Regions from separate parts of the Mus musculus genome. Here all the other regions are linked to region 2. The links are chromatin contacts, called in public promoter capture Hi-C maps. All regions are on one chromosome and are shown on one strand. Each heading gives the region's core, a stretch centred on a gene start, on an enhancer-like site or on the middle of the called end of the contact. The rest is flanking DNA. Distances are from core to core; before and after follow the strand shown.

Region 1 (2,765 bases), core at 257-2,756, 1.3 Mb before region 2:
TTTTAGTCTTTAGAAAACGAGATGGTGGGAGGCAGAGGCAGGTGAATTTCTGAGTTTGAGGCCAGCCTGGTCTACAGAGTGAGTTCCAGGACAGCCAGGGCTACACAGAGAAACCCTGTCTCGAAAAACCAAAATAAAAAAAAAAAAGAAAGAAAGAAAATGAGATCAAACAATAGTGATAAGCATGGTAAGATAATTGTTCTGAGTTAGGCAGGCACACACTTCTAACCCCAGCACTTGGAAGCTCTTTCTCCACTGGTGGAGAAAGGGCTCAAGATTATCTTTGGCTGTAAGAATCCCAGGACAGCCTGGGCTACAAAGGCACTGTTTCTGCCCCACACTCCCATGGCCAGGAAACACGAAAAAGGACCTCAACTTACTTAGAAACTGGAGACATCCAAATTAAAACTACATTAGGATGTCTCCATTATCCTGCTGGTAACAGCTTAAACCTGTATAACCGCTTTGAAAAAGAACTTAAAAAGTGGAAGGCAAACCTGCCCACTGGGCCAGGAATTCCATTCCTATACAGGCTATTTATGTTAGCTAGTCTATAAATTCCAGCGCCCATGAGTGAGGACCGGGCAGATAAATAAGCGGGGTGTGGCCAGGAACAAGATCACTCACTATCGTTATAACAAAATCTTGTACAGTATGCCAGACAACAGAACACATACTATGTTTCCAGACCATCAAGATTATATAGCTTAAAGATAGCCTCCACAACCTAACCGCGAAAAAAACAACACATAACTACAGTAAAAGTCGGGACCTCTTGTGGAAAAGTTAAACTGGGAAGGATGGGGCACTAAACCCGTCAACCTGGGTTATGGTAACCCTGGGATCGCTCTGAAAATTCCTCCGAATGAGCATTTTTCGTGTTGTTCACTTTTCTGTGCGCCTGGAGATCGTGACAGGAACCCACAGCAGCACTCATCTAGGAGGATTTTGTCGGACCCGGCCGCAGAAGGGACCGGGACCCTAGGCAGACACAGCGCCGGCGCGCTAGACTGGACGAGGGATAGGGCAGGGTGCGGCGCGGCACGAACGGCGCCTGCGCACCAGGCAGGGGCCGCACGCTCCTACCTGCACGTGGCCCGCGTCGGTGGCGGGGCTGGTGGTCTTGCTGTGCACGTTGGGGAGCCGGTACATGCAGGTTGGAAGCTCTACATGCAGAGGTGCGCTGCCTCCATGATAGGGCTTTACCTGGTACATCGGCATGGTGGGAACCCAAGGAAGGTAGCGGGCGAGGGACAGGAACGCTCAGAAGCCACCCAAGGCCACCTCAGACAGCAGCCGCCTTCTTTCTGACTCTGCTGCTGGCGTTCCGGAAAATGAAGTCCCCGAGCTTTCATTGGCCGGGCTGGTCTAACGTCACCAACTTGACCTTTGAGTTGGCCAATCACCGGTAAAGAGGTCTTGGCATGCCTTCGCTAGCCCGCCCGGAAGGGGCGGATCATATGTCAAAAGCAACCAATGGGTGTTCCAGGAGACGCGTCTTTTCCCGAGAGCGGCAGCGCCAACTCTCCCGCGGTGACTGTGACTGGAGGAGTCCTGCATCCATGGAGCAAACCGAAGGCGTGAGGTGAGCTGGACTTGTGGTCTCCGGGCGCATTCTATAGAGTTCCCGGTATCCCGGTCTCTTGAAAGGACCGGAAGTGGCTGAGGCGCGAGGCGGGCAAGCTCGCGGACTGGACCGGGTCCTCTGTGAGGAAGCTATTTCCTCGGCATCCTCCCGCCACAGGCCGTGCACTTGAAACCCAGCACGAAAATCAGTCGCCGTAGACAAAATTCGTTTCCGCTGTTTGTTTATTTATTGAGTCTTTATTCTTGAAGACTTGGGGAGGGAGGCTTAAAGGCTCACGCTGATCTTGCAGTCAATAGGGTTTTTAACTTTTATTATATTGAGGTGCTTCTGTGCGTTTGGTGTAGTGTTCACAGGCGGCATCATAGCAGTGAAGCACATCTTCGAAGGCCAGCACAGTTACATTCGGTGACAGATTTGTAAATGCAAATTTGCTGTCTGTATTTTAACCTTGTGATTTCCCCAGAGATCCTTTGCAGTTAGAACGAGTGCAAGTGTTTGTTTTGGTTTTTTGAGGTAGTGCTTTGAACTCGGGATCCTCCTACTTCAAACACCCGAGTGCTGTGATAACCAGCGAGGTTCTGTGCAAGGTAGATTGAAGAGAAAAGAGGTTGGTTGGTTTATTTCACCAGGGTTTTTGGAAGTCTACTATATGTCAGACCATATGGAAAATACCCTAAAATTGTTACTGCAAGGATGCACCTATGTTCTGTTATACTTTTATGGGGCATTTCATAGCCGGGAAACTATTTTTATGGTGACTAAACCGTAGGGGAATTAGTGATAGTAGATTGGGACCTTGTCGTTGCTAGACTTCAAACTTCATATGATAGGCAATGAGCACCACTAAAAATTTAAACCTAAAGATTTTTTTCGACTGGATTTGTAATTGTAAAAAGAAATTGGTGGGAATCAAGCCACACCTATAATCCGAGCAGGAACAGGCTCAGCAGGAGTTCATAGTTACCTTTAACGACATAGGGAGTTTGAGGGCGCTCTGGGCTACCTTGGAACCTGTGTCAGAGTGAACAAAACTGGTGGTAGCAATCAGGGTAAACTGGAGACAAAAAGGCGATTACCCTAGGCCAGCCAGGACAGAAAGAGACTTAACCCGTTCGCTGAGTGTGGTCGTGAGGTGGGACTATCATTTGGAGGCTGAGAATGAACTCTTGTCTCAAAC
Region 2 (3,030 bases), core at 489-2,988:
GCGAAGTGTACTAAACTCTTTAGTCTTTCCTTCAAAGGTCTCTTCACACTAACCCTCTACTTAAATAAGATTGCAAACTTTAAGCTGGGTATGATGGCGCATGCCTTTAACCCCAGCACTTAGGAGGCAGAAGCAGAGAGACTTTTATGAGTTCCAGACAAGCCTGATCTATCTAGTGAATTTCAGGATAGCCACAGCTATTTAGGGAGACCTTGTCTTTAAAAAAAACAAGAAAAAGTGATAGGGGTGGTGGTTGTGGCAGTGGCGGCACACACCTTCAACCCTAGCAATTGGGAAGGCAGAGGCAGGTGGAGTTCAAGTTCAAGGATAGCCAGAGTGGCAGAGAAATCCTGTAGGGGTTGGGATCCAAAACTTCTATTTTTTCAACTTTTTTTTTGGAGAGGAAGGCCCAGGCTGACAATTGTGCTTCTTCAGCCTCTTGAGCAGTGTCATTAATGCTCTTCCCGTTGTCTCTTCTGAAAGCTGTGTTCACTAACCATCTCCTACCATTTTACAGATAAAATAGCTGCTAATGCCCCAGGTGGCAGTGACCTACACCTTTAAGCCCAGTACTGGGGAGACAGAAGCAGGTGGATCCACAGATGAGTTCCATTACAGCTGGAGCTACACAAAGAAATCCTATCTTGCAAAACCAAGTACCAAACCAAATCAAAAAGGCTCAGCTCCTTCACACCCCGTTTTTAGACACCCCCCCCTTCACCTTCCCAGGCTGAGATAAAGAACACTGTAACAAGCTAAGTACAGTAGCATAGGCCTGTAATCCTAGCACTCAGAGATAGACGCTAATACATCACGACTGTGGCAGCAAGTTCATGACCAATCTGGGCTACATGGTGAAACCCTGTCTCAAAAGGAGGAGGTAGACAACTGTGAAATGGCTAGCCTGGCTACTGGAGTTCCTCGGAGTTGTCCTCGAACCTGGACACAAGCTCCAGCATTCCCATGACCATACCTAGACACGTGTGGGACACATAATAACAAAAACAACAATAATGTGTAATCCCAACAGTGCGCAATGAATGTGTGTGGAGATTGACTCGTACGTGTTAAGGGAACATCTGCTTGTCTGTCACAAGGACATTTCTGAAAGGTAATCTCATTTATCATGAGACCCGCCAACCTAGGTCTGAATCCCAGCGAGGCTCTCTCAGGACTGGTGACCTTGAACAGGTCACTTCACCCCAGTAGGCGTATTCAGTCGACACGTATGTAACATAATGTGGTGTCGGGAACCATTCTAGGCATTCGCTGGTCCTGGACCGTAATCTGAAAGCCTCATCTCCAGGGAGGTCCAAGCGCTGCCCAGCGTAAAGGTTCAAGTGACCCTGCCTGTGTCAAGTCGCGCAGGAAGAAAAAGCAGCAGCTTAGTCCTCCGCGGAAGGACAGACAAATGGTTCCGGGCAACGCATGTGCAGGCCCCCAGAAGCCTCTCCGTGCTGACTGGGTCTTCCACCGCCAGGCCAGGCGATGCACAGCAGAAATCCGCTGCAGAGTGGAGGGAGGAGGGCGGGAGCACAGGACCTTATAGTAAGTGTCCAGCGCGCTTCCGGGGAGGCTTCAGTGAAGCCCCGGGTGAAGAGCAAGAGTTCCCGCGGTTCCTTCTCACCCCACTGTGGCCCTGGAGCCTGTGCCCAAATCGGGCTTCCAACCCCAAGGCCAGGAAAGGGCCGAGTACTCACCGAGTGACGCCATCTTGAAGTCCTGGTGTCCGCAGAACTCCAGCCGCGCGCAAAGGCTGCTGGGAAGGGCGCACGCACCCCTGCCGGAGCGGGAAGCAGAGGCTCATGGGAAGTAGATCACCACTTAGGTAGAGCATTTTGAGACCTATCCCAGGCGGAAGCAAAGGACAAAAGAGAAAAGGGACCTTTTGACTTTTTGCCTTCTACTTTTGGATCTCTCATGAGGAATGAGAGGCTTAGGGGTGTGGCTCAGTCCCGGAGTGCTTAAGGCTCTGGTTCCATTCCCAATGCTGAAAAGAAAGAAAAGCAGAGAAGCCTTGAATAGGAACATTTGTTTTAACCCTCCCCAGTCCCTTTTACTTGCTATTCACTGCTCTGACCCCCAAATCCCTCTGAAGTTCCACTCCACATGCTTAAGTGGTTTCCATGATGATTGCAAACACGCCTCCACAGCTGACACCTGCTTAAATGGGTATTTTCTAAAGCTCGTAAAGGTAGTTTTTTTGACCCAAAATCAGAAGTATTAGATTTAAGCCATGTTAGCGCCAAAGTCAGACTACTATATAGCTACAGGCATTATCTTGCCATTAATTCCCAAATTTGGGCCTGAAATACAGCAAGACTGTATGCAATAACAGAGTTAGTCTAGCCTGGAAATCAGTATATGTTTTGGGTTGGCCTGAAACTTTTAGCAGTGACAACTCATGTATGGGAATTATATGTGTGCACTGCCTGTATAAACTGACATAACCACTCCATGGTATAATTAAGGTGAAGGTTTTTAAAATTATTTTTATGTACATGGGTGTTTTGCCTACATATATGTCTGTGTACCACATGCATGCAGGGCCCACTGAAGTCAAAAGAGGTCATTGGATCCCCTGGAGCTGAAGTTAGAAAGACAGTAGTGAATTCCTATGTGATTTGTGGTAATGAAACCTGGGTCCTCTGAAAGAGCAGATAGTGCTCTTAACAGATGAGCCATCTCTCCAGCCCCCATAAGGAAAGGGGATTTTTTTTTAAAGATTTATTTATTTATTATACGTAAGTACACTGTAGCTGTCTTCAGATGCGCCAGAAGAGGGCGTCAGATCTCATTACATGTGGTTGTGAGCCACCATGTGGTTGCTGGGATTTGAACTCAGGACTTTTGGAAGAGTAGTCGGTGCTCTTAACCACTGAGTCATCTCTCCAGCCCCCAGGAGAGGGGATGTTTATTGTAAATATGAGTGAGAGGGAACAGCCAGAGGCATCTGGAAGAGCAGAGAGAAGTAGACTTAACATGGGCATCTGACTGGACATGGTCAGAGCAATCTAAGAGTGAGAGCAT
Region 3 (2,976 bases), core at 43-2,542, 1.1 Mb after region 2:
ACAGTGTACCAGTACATACAGTGACTATTCCTCAGCCTTAAAGTGGACGAGAATTCTGATGTGTGTGTAATACTGGTGAGCCTTGAGGACCTTTGACAGATGGGATTAACAGGCGTATAGCAAACGTTTTCTTTAAACAGCTCTTTGGAAGAAAGAAGCTTTGTAATTGTTAGGTATAGTCTTTACTTGGAATTTTTTCCATATGACCTGTGGAAGTACATTAAGTAATTTAGATGAGTGCTCCCATTTTTGTAACAAAGTAGATTATCATCGATGTTTCTGAAAACAAGACCCGTGAGTGTGGGTTTCATGATGCTTCTTCTTGCTATTAGACACAAGAATTTGCTGGGACTCAGATTCCCTCCAGTGTAAAATGTCTTACCTACTATGATGTAGCAATGAGCGCCCAGACTTTTTTCTTCTGAGTTTTAGGCCTTTCTTACTACAAAAGAGAAATATAGTATTTATAGGCAAAACACCATAAAATAGTTTTTTTCTGAAGACGATTTAAAATTTTTCTGAATTACTCTGTTGGAAAGCCTATAAAAATATTCTCAGTTGTGCTATTAAAAAGGATTTCAAACAACAAAAACCACCCCAGGCATGGTGGAGTATGCCTTTAATCCCAGCACTCAGGAGGTAGAGACAAGTGGTGAGTTTGAGGTGAGCCTGGTCTACAAAGGGAGTCCAGGATAGCCCAGGCTATTATACAGAGAAACTCTGTCTAGAATAATAGCAAAACAAACAAACAAACAAAAAGGATAAAAAATAAACCACCCAGTCTAACTTTAGCAATTGTCAGACATTAGATTGTTATTATGGTCCAGATTTCCAAAAGGAAAGGAACCCTAATCTTGAAAGATTCACTGTAATTTTTAAAGTCTTCTCAGGCTAGGGTAAAGTGCCTGTCTTAAGGTACGAGGGGCTGAGCTCCTTCCCCTAGCACCCAAATAAGAAAGCCAGGAGTGTGGTGCATACCTGTAATCTCAGCCCTAAGGTAGTGGAGGCCATGGGTCAGTAGGTCTCTAGCCTGTTTAGTGAGTTCTGGGTCAATGAGAGATCCTGTCTTAAAAATTAAGGAGGATAGCACTCAAGAAAGGACAGCTGAGGTTGTCCTCTGGCCTGCACATGCACCCCACACAGTGTGCACCTACACCGACATGGGCATGTGCACACAAAGGAGCAACCAAAAGCAATGATAAATTGAGTTTTCTCACACCTGACCTAACATCATTACTGTTCTGAGTCTGTTTTAGATCTCAGTGCCACAGAAATCTTTGATTAGGTCTTTTTCAGTTTGTCTGTGAGAAATAGAGGGCAAAGGTGAGTGTTCCCACAGAAGCAAACTCAGGAAGCAGGCCATATCACACCATCCCTTTAATCTCCTCCTGTCGTTTACTTAATTTACTTTTGTAACTTTTTGTAATGTAAATGTTGTTTGAATCAACAAACAATATTTAATTGTTTTTTAAATTTAATAAACTAAAATGACCTCAAGTACAATTAGCTGCAGAATCAGTGTCTCAGAGTGGACTGCCAAAGGGATGGGACTGCTCTGTGGCCCAGTGTGTACGCTGGGCACAGTTATTGCGGCGTCCCTTTGCCCTGGGTGAACTCATGTGTAACTGGCCAGTGGGTTTTTATGCTGTCAGTGTGTGTGTACTCTGAGGATTTCTAACCTTGTCCTAAAGTAATTGGTATTTTAAGTTCTAAGCTCACAGTTTTGAATTTTCATTCTTTCTAAATTATAGATAAGCTTATAATTTAAGGTAATACCATTTAGTTAGCATGCATAAAATTTAACAAAGGTATAGGGGGATGTGGAAGATTAATTTGTCTTGATTCTGCCTAAATATCTCTTCATAGAAACATAATTTAAAATAAAGCCCTTTATTTTTTCCTCCAGCTTCACAGATGTGCACACCTTCAGGTTGAAAGGTATCTTGGTCTCTGGCCTGCTTGTTAACTCTTGGTGAGGCCTTTTGAGGGATTGCTCTACTATCTGCTTACACATCCCTGCTTGGCTGGTGTTTTCTCCTAAGATAGACACTGTTAGATGACAGTCATCTTTTTTTTTTTTTAAAGATTTATTTATTATTATATGTAAGTACACTGTAGCTGTCTTCAGACACACCAGAAGAGGGAGTCAGATCTTGTTACGGATGGTTGTGAGCCACCATGTGGTTGCTGGGATTTGAACTCTGGACCTTTGGAAGAGCAGTCGGGTGCTCTTACCCACTGAGCCATCTCACCAGCCCCGACAGTCATCTTTTAATTATAAAATACAGTTTACAGCACTTAAGACTTGCCTTTGACCTTTATAAATTGAATGCCAAAAAGAAGAGAAACACAAGACTGAAGAGATGGGTACAAGCCGGGGAGAGAGCCAGGATGTTAAAGGGGAGTTAAGGAAAACAGGAGAAGGATAATTAGGATGGCTTTTCTGTCCCCATAGGAAAAAAATCAAGCCCCAGTTGATTGAAGCTTGAGGTTTGTTTGGATCTTGGTTCACCTCTTAACCTTGTAGCCTTGGGAAGCACTAGCCACTCTCGGAGTTTGTGTTCATTTTATTTGCTGTGGTGCTAAGGGCTTGCACTTGGTAGACACAAGTCCTACCATCGAGCTTTATTCCCCACCCAACAAGCTGTGTTCTCTCTCTCTCTCTCTTTATTAAAGAGTTATTTAGTCACTTAATGTATGAGTACACTGTAGCTGTCCTTAGACACACACCTCTGAAGAGGGCATCAGATTTCGCTATGGATGGTTGTGAGCCACCATGTGGTTGCTAGGAATTGAACTCAGGACCTCTGGAAGAACAGTCAGTGCTCTTAACCACTGAGCCATCTCTCCAGCCAGCTGTATTTTTTTTTTTATCTGTAAAATGAGTCAGGCATGCTGGAGTGCGCACACACACCCACACACACACACACACACACACACACACACACACGCACGCACACACACACACACACACAC

Evidence for each region. Promoter capture Hi-C pulls out the DNA fragments that hold promoters and counts their contacts. Capture Hi-C pulls out chosen DNA fragments and counts their contacts.
Region 1: a promoter capture Hi-C map of liver shows a contact between it and region 2, with 3 times the contacts expected there. The contact joins the promoter of Pms2 here to the promoter of Atp5j2 in region 2. A contact is called at or near these places in 2 of 39 promoter capture datasets (the C10 cell line and liver) and 1 of 9 other capture datasets (liver).
Region 3: a promoter capture Hi-C map of liver shows a contact between it and region 2, with 2.1 times the contacts expected there. The contact joins the enhancer-like site here to the promoter of Atp5j2 in region 2. A contact is called at or near these places in 10 of 39 promoter capture datasets (3T3-L1-derived adipocytes, the HPC-7 cell line, HPC-7-derived erythroid cells and 7 more) and 5 of 115 datasets of contacts at active chromatin or transcription factors (the 230-238 cell line, bone marrow-derived dendritic cells, differentiating embryonic stem cells and 2 more).

What each region holds. Positions count from the first base shown.
Region 1 is chr5:143,908,495-143,911,259 of GRCm38.p6, forward strand. Pms2 (PMS1 homolog2, mismatch repair system component) reads left to right here and starts at 1,507. Exons shown (of 15, transcript NM_008886.2): 1 at 1,507-1,585. The coding sequence starts at 1,563. It overlaps Aimp2 (aminoacyl tRNA synthetase complex-interacting multifunctional protein 2), which reads right to left and starts at 1,345. Exons shown (of 4, transcript NM_001172146.1): 1 at 1,087-1,345. The coding sequence starts at 1,221.
Region 2 is chr5:145,189,803-145,192,832 of GRCm38.p6, forward strand. Atp5j2 (ATP synthase, H+ transporting, mitochondrial F0 complex, subunit F2) reads right to left here and starts at 1,739. Exons shown (of 4, transcript NM_020582.3): 1 at 1,701-1,739. The coding sequence starts at 1,713.
Region 3 is chr5:146,276,134-146,279,109 of GRCm38.p6, forward strand. The region is part of intron 4 of Cdk8 (cyclin-dependent kinase 8); the gene reads left to right. Among named protein-coding and RNA genes, the nearest start is that of Gm52832, 29 kb to the right of the region's middle. Within about 2 kb of position 1,293, at least 6 of the 459 cell types and tissues checked have an H3K27ac peak or open chromatin away from gene starts, as enhancers often do. A contact at or near this core is called in liver, where this site is marked.